Regions from separate parts of the Mus musculus genome. Here region 2 is linked to region 1. A link is a contact called in public HiCAR-type data. All regions are on one chromosome and are shown on one strand. The core of a region is the stretch at or near the end of the contact, and the rest is flanking DNA. Distances in the headings are between cores, read along the strand shown. Region 1 holds the start of Usp45 (ubiquitin specific petidase 45). Region 2 holds the start of Ttpa (tocopherol (alpha) transfer protein).

Region 1 (2,819 bases), core at 218-2,717:
GGTCTGCAACCCTATAGGTGGAACAACAATATCAACTAAACAGTACCCCCAGAGCTCATGTCTCTAGCTGCATATGTAGCAGAAGATGACCTAGTCGGCCATCACTGGGAATAGAGGCCCCTTGGTATTGCAAACTTTATATGCCCCAGTACAATGGTATGCCAGGGCCAAGAAGTGGGAGTGGGTGGGTAGAGGAGCAGGGCGGGGTGGGGGGTATAGGGAACTTTCCGGATAGCATTTGAAATTTGAAATATATATAAAGAAAAGATCTAATAAAAAAAAAAAGAAAGAAAAACCAGAAAAAAACAAAAAACAAAAACCTGACACAATTTAGGATGCAAATTTTTGCATCTTTTACATAGTCTATTTCAAATTCAATACTAACATATGAAACTTGATATTTATACAGACAAATTTGAAATTTGTATATAGACTTTGGAATTATATCATAACCCAAACTGTTCTTACAGATGCAGCATTTCTTTTTTTCCCTGGAAGAAAATGACCTTCTAAAAGACAATTATGTACCCCATACCTAGTATCTTGACCAGCATGCTTGTATTCCACTGCATTTGTCTAATGAATGGTTCCTATAAACAACATAAAGGAAGAGTTCTCTCCTTTGCCAAGTTTCCCCATGGAAATGAATTAGATTTTTAAGTTAAAAAAAAAAAAAAAAGTGGAAACAACAAACCACAACAACAAACCCAGTCAGCTTTTGGTTCTTAACTGAACTCTTTTAAACTCCAACCCCAGCACACGATCCATTAGGTCACAACTTGTCCCTTGTGAAAGACTGTGGCTCATCAACTAGTGCTTGCAAGAAATTATTTTTTGTTTTTTAAATTTTTTTATTTTTTGTAACAGGAAGAGGGTATCGGATCCCATTACAGATGGTTCTGAGACACCATGTGGTTGCTGGGAATTGAACTGAGGATCTCAGGATGAGTAGTCAGTGTTCTTAACCACTGAGTCATCTCTCCAGCCCCACAACAAAATTTCAAACCAACTGTTTTTACTCAAAAGCAAGGTGTACATTGTTGTAACAGATGATCGGATTGAGCAGAATTACAGGTGTGATGTACAATCTAGTTCAGAAGTGAGAACCACGTGAAATAAAACGTTAAAATCATATAGAGTGAATCTCAGATGCGACTTTAGGTTCCGAGTTGGGTGATGGAACAAGGGAAGCTGTCTTAAAAGGCACCCAGCAAGTGGGACGCAGCTCACTAAAGCCAGCGCCTGCATCCAGGCCCCGTGGCTGGCACTGTAATCAGTTGGCTGCAGGGCGCCATCCCCTCATCCCATCTACACTCCTCCACCATGCTCCAACCTCCAAGCCGCCAAAGGAAAACCCAGATCTGGGTCTGGACTCAAAGTCCCGCCTTCGGCCCACCCAGAACACCAGACCCCGCCCTCGCCCCCGCCCAGGACGCCAAGCCCCGCCTTCTCCGGGTTCCCCTCTGCACAGGCGCAGAAGCTCCTGCGTGTGGAAGCTGCGGCCCGGCGGGCGGGGTGAGTTGGGGCCCAGGCTTTGGGGTCACTGTAACCACTGTGTCTTCGCTTGGGCGACGAGACCTTCCTGTACGTCAACCAGCCTAGAAAGAGAGGTTTCCTAGCCTACCCTCGCGTCCAGATTCACAAAGGCACCAGGCGGCCTCCCGGGCCGAGTGCTGGCGGCAGGGGGGAAGAGCCGGGGTCGGGGAGGGAGCCAGGCCGAGTCTCGTCTTTTTGGTGACCCGGGCATGCAGCGTCCGCTTGTCCCCTCGGGGTCTCCCCTCGCAGCACATCCCGCTCTGCTAACTTGGGGTGCATTCATGGCCTGACGAAGAGCCTAGACACAGCTTTTTGGCGACGCCAAATATTAGGTTAGGGGTCGATCCTATACCTGAGCCCACGTCCGGCTCCCGGACTTCTGCAAGTCACTTTACCTCTATCCAGTTCCAAGTGTAAATTAAGGATGATGATAGTGACGTATCTCAAAGTGCTTGTAAGAGGTTCATAGAATTGAGTGTTTTGAGCCCGGGTATCTAAAAGGAAGATGTTTGCATTTCCTCTTCTCACGCTGGAGAATAGCAGCCCAAAACTTAAAAAAAAATCAAAACAAAAACCAATTTGACAAGGGAAGCTTGTAGCCAGTTGAAAAGTGTGATATTAATTGCGTTAGCCGTACATCCTTTGTTAGAGGTAACGCAAGTGCTAGATAATATTTAAATTAAAAGCTGAAGTTGACGTCTCAGCAGGTCGCCAAACCTGATGGTTCAATCTCCTGGACCCACGAGGTGAAAGAGAGAAGCTACTCTGACCTCACTAATGCAAATCGAAACACTAAACACGTGCACAGCCATACATATAAAATACATCAATAGATTTATGTTTTAAAAGAAAGCTGTAACGTTTGATGTTTGCAAAACCTCAAAAAAAAAAAAAAAAAAGAAAGAAAGAAAAAGCCAGAACATGTTTGTGGTGAAGTCAGGCCTGAAACTTCTGTCCTTTGATGGCTCTGCCTGCAACATTGGCCCTTGTTTGGCATCTTAAAACTTGGAGTTTGGGCATGTTCTGATGTAGTAGTAATTGTTCTATACTCAGCATTATGTTTCATGCCAAAATGACCAGTTACCATACAGTTTCTGTGCTCCAAGTCTCTAATGGGTTCCCCTGAACCCAGATTCATGTTGCTGCTTAGTCCTTGTCTTACCCACCTGAAGAGAGAGACTTTATGGAAGTTATGGGCAAAGTACCCTTTTCCAGTCTAGTCGGGTTGAGTGTTCATAGAATGTACCATGAAATATACAACCATGTGCTGAATCCTGTGAGTC
Region 2 (2,819 bases), core at 129-2,628, 1.8 Mb before region 1:
GGAAAAGGCTAATAAATAAAGAGGGTGGGGGTGGGGCAGGAGCAGCAGTCTAGAGAGGAAAAGGCTAAAAACTAAAGAGGGAAGGTAACAAACCGGCTGGATTATATAGGGATGAGCTTCTCTGGAAGGACGGCCCACACCCTGGGCTGGAGGGCTGGCAGGGAGACGGTGGGGTGGAGCATACCTGCCATGCCCTCTAACAAGTAGGGACTGAGAGATGCTGGGACAACCTAGGGGACAGCTCCACTTTGATGTATTAAAAGGCACCTAGCTACTTGTCCCAGGGTTTGAGACTTAACAGTTTTCAGATTGGATCCTGGTTATTTAATACTGTTCCCTCTCCTTCCTCAGTATAGAATTCAAAGCTCTCAGCCCGGTAACCAAGCACCCCAGCCAGCTCTCTTTGTGATTCAGGGGTTCACACCACAACACAGCCGCTTGGCCTTGTTCCCTGGTGTTTGCTTAATGTTCTCCTACACCATGGAGGAGATTTACCTCTGCTCCTTTTACTTCCAGCCCACACAAAAATGAAAAACGTCTCCAAGGCAAGAGTTCTGTTTTGAGGATATCCTCAATAATCGGAACATGGTCTCTACCCAAGAGCCACTCCATCAGACATTCTTGCTCTGAGTTCCTTTAAGGCCTCTTTCACTCGCAAAATCAGTGTTTTGTGAACATGCACTGCATATTAAGAGGAGTTAGTTTTGTGGACTTTCTTCTGTTCAGGTGGCAGTTCAAGTGTAGGATAATTTTAATGGAAATGAAGGAAAAAATACTTCCGTGTGTTCATTCAGATTTCGCGGTCATCTCTGTGTATTCTTCAGCAGACATCCTTCAGGTTCCTTAAGTAAGGGTTTTGATTGAGAGACTGGTGGCATCTAAACACATACATCGTTAGTGTTTAAAATGTGACCTCCCCCACCCGCTCTCCTTTCTCTAGTAGAGCCAGATGCCAAGATCTGGAAAGCATTTTCCTGGAGAGAAGCAAGGAGGAGGAGGAGACTGCCAAAGGTGGCTTCCTTGAGTTACATTTTGGAAACTAGTTAGAATGCCAGAGATGGCCTGAGCTCAGCCTTAAGGAAGGGGTCAGGAGGAGGGTTCCTGAGTGTCTGCTACCCAAGCTAATTAAAGAGCCGTTTACAGTGTTCCCTGATTCCAAAACGGACAGAGGGGGAAGGGCAACGAGGAAAGGGTGAGAAAAGTCTCTGGCAGCCTGATTATAAACATCCCAAGTAACTTTTCGACTTCCCGTTCTTTAGGTTCAACACTAGTGACTTTCCTTCCCTGGGACTGGCTGCGGTTACCCTGGTGAGCACCGGAGGGCACCACGTGGGCTTCTTTAAGAGGGCGCCGTGACCCTTGCACCGGCGGGGCACGGGAGATCGGGGCGGCCCGGGTGAGTGTGCGTGGGGCGGCGGCCACGGCGGGGGGCGGAGGGTGGCTCTGGGCCCGCACTTTTCCCCCCTGTCGCCGGGACAGCACGGCGGGCATGGCAGAGATGCGGCCGGGGCCATTGGTTGGGAAACAGCTCAACGAGCTGCCCGACCACTCGCCGCTGCTCCAGCCCGGCCTGGCGGAGCTCAGGCGCCGGGTGCAGGAGGCAGGCGTCCCGCAGACCCCGCAGCCTCTCACAGACGCTTTCCTGCTGCGCTTCCTGCGCGCCCGGGATTTCGATCTGGATCTGGCCTGGCGCGTAAGTGTGCACCGGGGGCGGGCAGAGCTCGGCGACGGCGGAATCCACGCGCGCCGAGCGTGGCAGTGTGACTGCAGGCGCGCCCAGAACCCCGATTTCGCCCCCGCCGATGTTTTGGTCCCCGCCGCCGCGGAGGACATCCCGTGGACTACTAGGGTCCTTGGGAATTAAACAAAGTGGAGATCCCTGACCCCCGGGGTGCTCAGCTGTGTTAACTGAATAGATAACTAGGTGTGGACAGAGGACGACGAAATGGACATCTAAAGGCATCTTGAAAAAGACTATGTTAATAGAGCTAAATGCACAGTTTGGCATGTTTGAAACCCAGGGCAGTACAGATGATTTCTTTTATGTTTCAGGTATTCACAACACACTGGCCTTGGGGCCAAGAGAGATGGGGCCTTGGGGTCAGGGAGATGCGACCTTGACTTTGTCCCTCTTGGGGTCAGCACCCTTATCTGTTCAGTAACTGTGAGGACATGACAGTAGTTTCGAGAATTGCACATTAACCTGGAATGCTAGAACAAGATGTGCCAAACCCTGTGCTTGGCACGGAGAAAGTAGTCAGTGATCAGCAGGCTGCGGATTTCCAACATGCCCTGGGTTTATGAAACTAATTTTATTGGATAAGCACCAAGTATGGCAAAAAACACCACAAACAATACAAAACAGGAAAAACTTCAAAGGAATTTCCTAAAAGAAAAGAATTTCCCAACACAAACTCTAGTTAGACCTTGAGGACCCAGAAGTATGGCATTACCTGTTACTTCAAGCCTGTGTAACAATGCTCACGCAAACAGGCGCTTGTGAGTTTATTTTTTCCTTTGGCTTTTCTCAACTGCATGCTGTTATAGAATCAGGTCATGTGAACATGTGCTCACACCTACTACTCTTTTGGGGATATCTAGTCAGTTTTTTGTTTGTGGCTGTAGAGATTGTTACTGGGCGGGTGCTGTTAGGCCCTATGCTGATCGTTCATCCCTACATTCAGTGATGGGGGACCCCAGCGCTGCCATGTTCACTGTTCACCTCTTCATTTCATTTGGAGTTTCTCCTTCTTTTTCTTTCTTTTTCTTTTCTTTTCTTTTTAATATCCGCACACTGCCTAGCAGTATACAAATGCCAT

Evidence for each region. HiCAR-type assays count read pairs that join an accessible place to other places.
Region 2: a contact with region 1 is called in a HiCAR-type map of astrocytes, with 5 times the contacts expected there. The contact joins the promoter of Ttpa here to the promoter of Usp45 in region 1. A contact is called at or near these places in 3 of 39 promoter capture datasets (hippocampal neurons, neural stem cells and second pharyngeal arch cranial neural crest) and 3 of 115 datasets of contacts at active chromatin or transcription factors (astrocytes, embryonic stem cells and stem cell-derived neural progenitor cells).

What each region holds. Positions count from the first base shown.
Region 1 is chr4:21,774,803-21,777,621 of GRCm38.p6, forward strand. It overlaps Usp45 (ubiquitin specific petidase 45), which reads left to right and starts at 1,468. Exons shown (of 18, transcript NM_152825.2): 1 at 1,468-1,515.
Region 2 is chr4:20,006,951-20,009,769 of GRCm38.p6, forward strand. Ttpa (tocopherol (alpha) transfer protein) reads left to right here and starts at 1,379. Exons shown (of 5, transcript NM_015767.4): 1 at 1,379-1,693. The coding sequence starts at 1,490.